Linked DNA regions of Sus scrofa: all the other regions are linked to region 2. The links are chromatin contacts, called in public HiChIP or PLAC-seq maps. All regions are on one chromosome and are shown on one strand. The core of a region is the stretch at or near the end of the contact, and the rest is flanking DNA. Distances in the headings are between cores, read along the strand shown.

The links. HiChIP or PLAC-seq counts read pairs in DNA pulled down with a chosen protein or histone mark.
Region 1: an H3K27ac HiChIP or PLAC-seq map of alveolar macrophages shows a contact between it and region 2. The contact joins two enhancer-like sites. A contact is called at or near these places in 1 of 47 Hi-C or Micro-C datasets (embryonic fibroblasts) and 1 of 2 datasets of contacts at active chromatin or transcription factors (alveolar macrophages).
Region 3: a contact with region 2 is called in an H3K27ac HiChIP or PLAC-seq map of alveolar macrophages. The contact joins two enhancer-like sites. A contact is called at or near these places in 1 of 47 Hi-C or Micro-C datasets (embryonic fibroblasts) and 1 of 2 datasets of contacts at active chromatin or transcription factors (alveolar macrophages).

What each region holds. Positions count from the first base shown.
Region 1 is chr7:48,838,037-48,841,529 of Sscrofa11.1, reverse strand. The region is part of intron 2 of LOC102167410 (5-formyltetrahydrofolate cyclo-ligase); the gene reads left to right. Among named protein-coding and RNA genes, the nearest start is that of BCL2A1, 58 kb to the left of the region's middle. Within about 2 kb of position 1,614, at least 1 of the 83 cell types and tissues checked has an H3K27ac peak or open chromatin away from gene starts, as enhancers often do. A contact at or near this core is called in alveolar macrophages, where this site is marked.
Region 2 is chr7:49,073,082-49,076,224 of Sscrofa11.1, reverse strand. It overlaps FAH (fumarylacetoacetase), which reads right to left. Exons shown (of 14, transcript XM_003356648.4): 8 at 3,015-3,114; 9 at 2,137-2,267. Among named protein-coding and RNA genes, the nearest start is that of TRNAK-UUU, 7.0 kb to the right of the region's middle. Within about 2 kb of position 1,799, at least 4 of the 83 cell types and tissues checked have an H3K27ac peak or open chromatin away from gene starts, as enhancers often do. A contact at or near this core is called in alveolar macrophages, where this site is marked.
Region 3 is chr7:48,914,264-48,917,751 of Sscrofa11.1, reverse strand. No RefSeq gene overlaps it. Among named protein-coding and RNA genes, the nearest start is that of BCL2A1, 18 kb to the right of the region's middle. Within about 2 kb of position 1,726, at least 13 of the 83 cell types and tissues checked have an H3K27ac peak or open chromatin away from gene starts, as enhancers often do. A contact at or near this core is called in alveolar macrophages, where this site is marked.

The DNA of each region.
Region 1 (3,493 bases), core at 365-2,864, 230 kb after region 2:
TCATGTTTCTGCATATTTCTTGATAAATATATTTATAGTCAATTAATAATTGTTATTGTGAGTGGGATTTTTTTTTTCCATCATATTTTCAAGTTGGTTAGGCAAGTTGTTTAGGCAAGTATAGGAACTTAGGCTCAAGTTTCCAAATAGCTCCATTTGAACCAGAATTCTGGTTCTAGAAGTTTCTGAAGTAGATTTAAAGTTATTTTCTTCAAAATTTTGCCTAAAACGAAAATGAAATTTTAGAAAACTCAATTTCATAAGAAACTTGAGTCTTTGAGAACGTGTTTTTCAAAGTGAGATGTCTAAGACCAGGTTTTTAAAGGCTGCTGCTTTTGGGTGGACTGAGTATTTTTCCCAGTTTCCAGCAGATGTCAGTGTTTTACAAATGTATTAGCCTGGGTGGTGGTTTTATCTGCAGTTTCTTGCCTTTCTGTATCCTTTGGTCATTTAATTAGCATACCGGGGATTGTTTGAACTGGAAGGGATTTTGGAGATCATCTAGGTTGATCCTTTCATTTTGCAGATGAAGGAACAGGCCTCGATGGGAAACAACCCAGGTGTCCTTACTTCTAAAACACCCTCCCTCTAAAAGACTGTTAAAGATAGTCACCAAAATCACAGAGAAGAAAATATGTAGAGTCCAACATAGAAGCTATATTTTGGAGAAACGGAAGCAGATACTATTCAGTTTAGGTAGATTAATGTTTTAAAATTGCTTACAAACAAGATGTTAGATTCTTGGATTATAACAATAGTTGCGTGAAATGAACTGAAAGCAATTGTCTTTTGTTACCTGAATGTAGAGTTACTGGATGTGAAATTGACCTTGAATATAATGTCCTGTTCTTCCTACTGTAGATATAACATCAGGACTTGCATATGGCTAATAGGATAACTTCCAGCCTCCTCTCTGCACAGCCTAATTGGTTATGTTGGCGAGAAATAATATAAATCATTCAGTACACCTGTGTCAAAAATATCCTCCAAAAGTTTATAATCTTTCCCAATAAATATACCAAGTAATAAAAAAATATATATATATTTTTTTCCCTGCAAAATGAGGGTAAAGAAACCAGGTGAACCCTAAGGACAGCTTTAGGCCAAGTTATGAAGTGGGCAAAATGCCACTTCCAAGGAAATATCTTTCCTTTATTCAGCTGGCTCCCCCCATCAGTATCTGCCTATGGAAAAGATGTGGCCCATTTAATCTTCACTGCAGAGGTGGGACCTTCCAAGGGTACATATGCTGAGCACCTAGCCCTCTGACACCAGTACTCACTGGATTTTTTTTTTTTTTTTGTCTTTTTGTCTTTTCTAGGGCTGCTCCCGTGGCATATGGAGGTTCCCATGCTAGGGGTCTAATCAGAGCTGTAGCCGCTAGCCTACACCACAGCCACAGCAATGCCAGATCCGAGCCACGTCTGCGACCTACACCACAGCTCACGGCAATGCCAGATCCTTAACCCACTGAGCAAGGCCAGGGATCGAACCCGCAACCTCATGGTTCTTAGTCGGATTCTTTAACCACTGAGCCATGACAGGAAGTCCTACTCACTGGATTTTGGAGAAGTGAGTGCCTTGGTGGATTTATGCGAAGGCAAAGGAAGAAACCATGGGCTGAGTCTTTAAGATAGGATGGGACTTCTGTAAAGTTCAGAGACTCGAACTGTGGGACAAGAGTGTGAAGGCTAGAAAGGGAACTCGTGAGGGCAAGCGGTGAAAAGGGGATTATTTTTAGAGTCTCTGGTCAATGAAAGGCAGGTAAGATTGAGGGTAGATTTGGGCTGATTTGGTTTTAGACTTTCTGAGGTGGAAGTCACAGTATGAGCTGCTTTTCTAAAGATGTATTGTTTTAAAATAATAAGTTGCAAAAATAGTGCAGGGTGGGGCCAGTGTACCCTTTAGCCAGCTTCCCTTGATAATAACCTCTTAGGCAACTGTACCGCCATGTCAAAACCAGGATACTGACCTTGCACCATCTACCAGCCACATTCAGATTTCAGCCGTTTCCAGTCAGCTCATTTATGTGTATGGGTGTGCACATTTCTCTGCATTTTTATCACATCTATAGAGTTGTGGAACCACTGCAGCAATCAAAATGCAGAACAGTTTTATTACTACAAAGAAACTTTTTTGTTTTACCTTTTCTAAAGAGTTTTAAAAACTCTGAAGGAGGAGTTCCCGTCATGGTGCAGTGGTTAACGAATCCAACTAGGAACCATGAAGTTGCGGGTTCGATCCCTGCCCTTGCTCAGTGGGTTAACGATCCGGCGTTGCCATGAGCTGTGGTGTAGGTTGCAGACACAGCTCGGATCCCATGTTGCTGTGGCTCTGGTGAAGCCTGGCTGCTAGAGCTCCAATTAGACCCCTAGCCTGGGAACATCCATATGCCGTGGGAGCGGCCCAAGAAATGGCAAAAAGCCAAAAAAAAAAAAAAAAAAAAAAAAAAAAGCTCTGAAGGAAATCCAGTTTCCTCTTGGATAAGGAGAGATATAACTGTGGTGTCCAGAGTCCAGGGTCTTGTTTGTAGCCCTGAGACTTGGCTGATAAGGGCCCTCTCAGGAGTCCTTCTGATATATTATTGGCAGTATGTGGGAAGAGTAGGCAGTTTTGTAGCAAATTTTGTAAGGAACAAAACTGGTTAACTAAGAATATTCCACGTTGAATTTTTCTTTTTTTTTTTTTCTCTTTTGGCCGTATCCATGGGCATGCAGAGGTCCCCAGGGCCAGGGATTGACCCAAGCCACAGCTTCAACCTAAGCCTCTTCAGTGACAATGTAGGATCCTCCTTACACTTGCCAAGCCACAAGGGAAGTCCATGTAGAGCTGTTGGTTTTTTTTTTTTTTTTTAAATGGCAGAAAAGACCTAGTCACTTTTTTTTTCCCAGCATCCCAGATTCTCTATGATTTCCCTGCATGCCTTTGGAGTTGTGATTTTCCTGAAGGCTCGGCATGGGTTTCCTTCTCTTTCCTCTCAGAGGCCATCAAGGGGTTCCCTGGCTCACCCTGTAGAATTAAGTAGATTTCTTACCATGGCATTGGGCACCCTTCTCAACATGGTCTAAAGGTATCCTTCCAGCCATCTTGCTTTTCCTTCATTCATAAATCCTTCCAAAGAGAACCAATCCCTGGCCCTGAACAGACTCCATGCTTTTCCCCATCCGTGCCTTTGCTCACTGCATTTTTATTCATGACGCTCTGTCCCTGCCTTTCCATCCTGGCCCTTCAAGATCCTACCCATCCTTTCATTGCTTGTACAACAGGCCATCTCCCTGGTGGGCATATCACCCCTTCTCTAATAGAGCACAGCTTCCTTCCTTTTTACTTCTTTCCTTGTTATTTACACTGCCCTGACCCTTATTACAGTTATTTAATTGTGCACACACACACAACTTATTAGGGATATTTCCAGCTGTCTAGGTTGTTAGATCCTAGAGAGTTTGAATAGTTACTTCTCTTGGTGACTTCTCTAGTTCCTTGGACAAAGCCT
Region 2 (3,143 bases), core at 550-3,049:
GGGAAGGGGGACAGTGGGAAGGTGGGGAGAGTGAGAAGGTAGGAACAGTGGGAAGGGGGACAGTGGGAAGGTGAGGACTGTGGGAAAGTGGGGACAGTGGGAAGGTGGGGACAGTGGGAAGGTGGGAACAGGGGGAAGGTGGGGAGAGTGAGAAGGTGGGGACAGTGGGTAGGGGGACAGTGGGAAGGGGGACAGTGGGAAGGTGGGGACAGTGGGAAGGGGGACAATGGGAAGGTGGGGACAGTGGGAAGGGGGACAGTGGGAAGGTGGGGAGAGTGGGAAAGATGGGGACAGTGGGAAGGTGCAGACAGTGGGAAGGTCAGAGATGGGGGAAAAAGCAAGGCCCGTGGGAAAGGCCGGGGCAGCAGAAAGGGATGGTGGCCGGCAGGGACAGGCCCCAGCTGTGGAGGCAGATTCGACAGCCAGGCCAGAAGGTCGGCACCTTGGCCAAAAGCATTGTTTTCCCAAAGAGCAATATGTGAATCTAGTGGTACATGAGATAACATAGGGTGATTTGGTTTTAATAGCTCTCTTTCTTTTTAGGTTGAACTTGGTGGCAAGTGATACCAATGGGACATAAAGTTCCTTTTCTAAATACACTGTTAGAATTTTCAAATGGAAGCTGGAGTTCCCGCCGTGGTGCAGCGGAAACAAATCCGACTAGGAACCACGGGGTTGCGGGTTCGATCCCTAGCCTTGCTCAGTGGGTTAAGGATCCGGCATTACTGTGAGCTGTGGTGTAGGTTGCAGATGCGGCTCAGATCTGGCGCTGCTGTGGCTGTGGTGTAGGCCAGCAGCTGTAGCTCCAATTAGACCCCTAGCCTGGGAACCTCCATATGCCACAAGTGCAGCCCTAAAAATTTTAGCAAAAAAAAAAAAAAAAAAGTCTTCAAATGGAAGCTGCTTTTAGGCATTAAAGAAATAAGAGTTCAGAATTGGCAAGAGCCATGAGAGTTGCATGTAATGGTATTCAGGAAAGGCTGGCGTAAAGAGAGATGGAGCCCAGAGAGCCCTGGCAACGGTACAGGGGCGCCTGTGAACGGAGAGCTGGACCAGGGATGGAGCCTGGAGGGGACGAGCAGGGGGTGCAGCAGCAGGCTAGACAGTCCCCGTGGGGGTGGGCTGCAGAAGAAGGCACAGGTGGGGGCTCACCAAGGAGGGAAGAAGGGACATGTCTCAGCGACTGAACACAATGGCTGTGCAGGAGTGGTCAAGGAGGGAGCAAGGGGACAAGCATGAGAGGCCTGCGGGAGCTTCACGGGAAACTGGTCTGCAAGGACCTTGAGCACAGCTCCGTGAGACGGAGGCAGGGCTGAGGGGTGTCCAGGAACATGGGCGGGTGGCCTGGGTGAGGGAGCCTTGTGTGTTGGGGCGGGAGGGGTCGTGGGGGGAGGCCAAGAGCAAGGTAAGAAGCTCAGGGGAGGGGTGGGAGGAGGGGCAGAGGCTGAGCGCTCAGCTAGGGCTGCCCTCTGGGCTGTTGGAGCATCCTGGGACTCTGGGAGACATGGGGGAACAGGGACAGGTCATGTCAGAAGCCAGGGGGAGTGACTGCCTAGGAAGAGTAGGGGGATGCCGAGGCATCCACGCTGAAGAGGGCACAGGGCCACAGGCAACCACCAAGGTCACAGGGCACAGTGGTGAGACCACTGGCGGTGACCGGGTAAAGGCAGCTGCCAGGCTGCAATGGACTGAGGCATGAGGGCTGAGGCTGAGACGCCCCTGGATGGTGGCATGGGCACAGGAGGCTCTGGACCAGGACTCCTGGCTGCCTGACTCCACACTGCAATCTATCAGTTGGGCTCCAGGGGGCACCATTGCACAGAACACAACCTAGGGACCTGGGAAGTTGTGCCATGTGGTGATTCTGGCAGGGACCTCTTCTGCCAACTGGCCAGTTCTTATGGCCTCAGAGCATTCTGAAGTTTACAAAATTCCACGCTTTCCTCCAAGAACCATGCAGGGGGCACGGAAAGCACAAGGTAGAATGATTGATGCCATGCCTGCTTAGAGACCCCCAGCATGAGGCCATGATGGGGCACAGAGCTTACCCTCCAGACCCTCTCCATGCCTGGTGGGCAAACAGCCTCGGAGTCAGAGGGGCCTGGGTTTGGGACTTCCTGCACAGGGTATGCTTACCTGCTCTGGGTTGGGCACAGCAAAGGGCATGAGGGCATCCATGGGCACCACCCATGGGGATATGGTGGTTCCAAAACTCTTCCCGAGGAACGGCCCAAGAGGGACATACTCCCACTTCTGAATGTCTCGAGCTACAGGAGAAGGGCGGGGAAGGGCTTACAAACGCTGACCGGGTCTTGTACCAAGTCCCTCCTCGCCTTGACCGAGGGGCACAGATGCTCAGCACAGCCTCCCCCCACCCCTGGTGCTCGGGCCCCAACCAGGCTGGCAGCCCCAGGTTCAAGGACATAGGTGCTTTGAGGTCGCTGTGCCAGGTTGCAGCAAAGAGAAAGATGTCCCAAGGGCAGTCAGCACAGCTTCCCCTGAAGGGGCTGGAAGCTCATCCTTATACCTGAGGTGACACTTCCTGGGACTCGCGGCCCCATCTTCCTCTGTATATGGCCTCAGGGTTGACACAGGCTCAGAAACAGGGCTGCTTGTTTGAAATTTCAGCTCCACAACTAGCTGAAATCTCTGTGCCTCATTCCTCGCCTATAAAAGGGGAGTAATAATATGGCCCGATCCAAGCAGGGACTCAGGAGAAGAGTCCACGTGGGGTGTTCAGCACAGAGCCTGGAGCATAACAGCTCAGAAACGTTAGCTGGGACATCCAGTCTTATCCTTATTCAACTTACAAGAAACTTGGAGCTCAGAGCTGGGAAGTCTGTTTGATACCCAAGCCTGAGCTCTCAGCCACTGTACCACCTGCTGCCTTTGTCTGGCACCGGGCCCAGGCGACCATCCCTGGCATCTGTGAAAGTGTCCCAGGTACCCAGCCTTCCCCCAGAGCAGTGTGTGCACAGGAAACAGCTCCAGGAAGCCCAGCGCCCCATAATTACCACTCCAGTCGTTCATAAGGACCATTCCAAAAATGTGCTCGTGGGCCTTGGAGATGGGGATGGGCTCTCCAAGTCTGTTCCCAGGGCCTACAAAGAAAGCCTGACATGGGGGAAAGCTGATGAGAATCT
Region 3 (3,488 bases), core at 477-2,976, 160 kb after region 2:
GGTAAAACCTGAACTGGTACTTTTGCTGCCAGTGACCCCAGAGGCTTGTCTGCCTGCATGCACCATCTGGAGAGTCTGGAAAACCTCCCTGCAGTCCTGTCATTGGAAAGGCGGCCCTCCTGGGCCGTGAAGAAGAGCACAGCCCCTCAAGGTCGACCCACAATCAGCGGTTATGGGCAGGAGCTGGCAGGCTTGGCCGGCAGGGAGGGCGCAGAGCCAGAGATGGCAGTTGGATCAGAGTTGCCCTCCTTCTGTTAGGGGTTCTGTCTGAGTCCCTGCAGTCCTGCCAGCCCTTCTATTCCTGCAGGAAGAGGTGCAGGCCTGTCCCGCAGAGGCTTTTCTTAGCCCCGGGGATGGGGTGGGGGCAGTAACTTCCACTGGGCTTGCCAGCCTAGCCAGGTTGGAAAAGGGGAGTGACTTCAAGTTCCCTCTGGTTGAGGGAAGAACTGAGCAGGTGACCCTGAACTATGAACAGTTCTCCTGCGAGCAGCCCCACAGCGAGGCTTCCTTAAAGCCCCTAAGTTGGCCAAAAACTTGAGTTTTCCCCTGTCTGTGACTCTTTGCTTTACATATGCGATAGTTCAAAACTTTTCAGAAATGGGAAGTGGGAACAGAAGGTTCTGGAAATCCCCCAAGCTTTTCTGATGTTGGAGCCACTGTGGAAGCTGTCTGGGGCAGGCACGGAGATGGGGATACGAAGGATGACAAAGGAAGGGAGTTTCCTTTGGAAGGTACCCTTTCTTCAGGCTGGTTACTTCTTGAGAAAGCCAGAAAACAAAGGTCATAGTGATGCTCAAATTCAATGGCGCCTCTATTAAAAAAAAAAAAAAAAAGATGTGCACCTTTTTTCAGTTTGAAAAATCTTAACATGCACAAGATTAAAGAGAATAGAGAACACACATGTCCCCCTCCCCCAGCTTCACAAATTTCCAACATTTTTTCCAGCTTGTTTCATCTCTCTCCCACCCCCCCACCTCCCTTTTTTTAGGAGTAGAAGCTGCTCAACTTATTTTAGGAGGCTAGTAAGCCCTTCTAATGATCTAAGATAAGGATCGAAGAGTTTAGGGAGCTTGGAGAGAATCTGGAAATGCCTTGGTCTGACTTTCTTAGCTTACAGGTGGAAAAACTGAGGCCCCAGTGTGGAAAATAGGCCCGGAAACCAGACCTGGGAACTCCCAGCATCAGGACTCTTAGCTCCAGGCGATGCAAAGCTACTGAATGTCACAGCAAAGTGTGTGGTGAAGGAGTAAAGGAGGGAACGTGTTAGGAGAAACCTGAACCAGAAAGACCCCAGAGTCACTAGAGCACATTGAAGCGGCTCAGAGGACGCAGAACTTTTGAGTTGGTGAAAGACCCTTATTTTGACTAGTGCATTTGATCCCCACAGCATCTATGCATGGCAGGTGTTATCATGATGAACCCGTAGGGAATTCTGGAAGGTGAAGGGATTTACCTTAGCGGCAGAGCTAGGACTAGCACCCGGGTCTCAGAATGTCTTTTCCAGCGCATGGCCTTACTCTCAGCTGGGCTGTGTTCCTGCTGGAAAGTGGGGTGCCATACAGCTGGGCCCCTGCTCTCTGGACCCTTGTGGCCTTGGACTCCCAAGCACTAATTACAGCTGTACCCTGAAAAAGAAAAACCACAGACACAGTGGCTTTGTGACGAGAGGAAATCTGGTCTGGTTTATAAGATCCGGTCACAGCTGACGCTGTTGTGACTTCCGACTCAGGCCAGGGTGCAGGGGTTTCCCCATGGAGCAGGAACCTCTTCCTGCCTCCTGGTGTGGTTCAAGGCAGCATAGGCAGAGTGAGGGGAAGAGTATTCCAGAAGCCTTGGGGCATGAAGGACGATAACGCTTGATCTTGGTCTGGACTGAGTCTTTTCCCTCCCTGTCCACTGGGCAGCGTCTTGAGGGGCAAGGAAGGGGCAGCACCGTGGCACTTTGGGTAAAGGGAGGACCCTTTCTGGGGATGAGGAAGCCAAGCTGGCCTTGTCCATATTGTGCTGAAAAATACTACATTCACTTGTGCTCGAAGCTGAACTTTCAAAGTCTTGCCAGCAAAGGAGGGGCTGCTGCTTCCCTACCCTGCTCTTAGCTGGGGGAGAGGGGGCAGTGGGGAGTGGGTGGAGGACCCCTTCATGAGGGTCAAAGTCCTATTTGAGGTCCTTTCAGGCTGCTCTTCTGGAGCAGGGAGGTGAGTAGTTCTCAAAACATACCTAATATTGCTATTATTTGATTGGGAGACATCTCTGATATTACAGATTCGGAGAGTGGCCAGGCTGGCTTTTTCCACTCTTGCCAGCTGGCTGCCGAACACAGAATATAGATTCTCCCTTCCTGTCTGCCTCAGGTCTAGATTGATATAACTGAAAAGTCCAGTAGTATAGCTGGTGCAGGTCTGGCTGGATCCAGGAGCTGGAATGCTGTCATCAAGACTCTGTCTCTCTGTAAAGCTCAAACAGCCTTTCTCCACTCATTCAAGTGTTCAGTCACCAAATATTGAAGGATTGCTCACTATGTTCCAGGTGCTGAAGTTACAGTGGTGAAAAGAGAGGCTTCTGCCCTCTGGATGCTTACGTCCTAGTGGGAAAGACAGACAATAGAAACATAAGCAAACAAATAAGTAAGAGCTATGAAGTAAATAAGGTGAGGAAGAGAACCATGCAAATACCTGGAGGAGAGGATTCCAAGTAGCGTGAAACCTCGAATACAGAGGCCCTGAGGGGCACGGTGGGTACCGTTGTGTACCAGGAAAAGCAAGATGACCAGTGTGGTCAGAGTGGGGTGAGCAATAGGAGGGAGGGCCGGAACTGGGTGGAAGGGGCCAGGGCCCAGACAGCCTGGCTCTTGTAGGTAGGGTAAAGTTTGAAATCTTTTTCCAGAGTTAAAGGAAGCCATAAGAGGGTTTCAAACAGGACATAATCATAAAATATAATACATAAGTATTTTAAATCATGACCCTACATAAAATGGGTAAAGTTCCAGCTTCTTAAAACAAACTATTTGGTAAATAAACTTTATTTTTTTAATAATGGTTTTTATTTTCTGATTATAGCTGGTTTGCAGTGTTCTGTCAATTTTCTGCTCTACAGCAAGGTGACCCAGTCACACATCCATGTATAGATTCTTTTTTCTCACCTTATCATGCTCCATCATCAGTGACTAGATAGAGTTCCCAGTGCTATACAGCAGGATCTTATTGTTATCCATTCCAAGGCAATAGTTTGCATCTACTAACCCCAAATTCCAAGTGGTAAATAGACATTAAAGTCTGCTGTGAAGTAATGAGGTTGATATCTTCCAATTTATATGGTTCAATTTGCCCAAAGTTAACCCAGTACTTAATTTTTTTTTTTTTTTTTTTTTTGTCTTTTTGCCATTTGGTGGGCCGCTCCCATGGCATATAGAGGTTCCCAGGCTAGGGGGCTAATTGGAGCTGTAGCCAGAGCCACAGCAACGCCAGATCCGAGCCGCATCTTCGACCTAC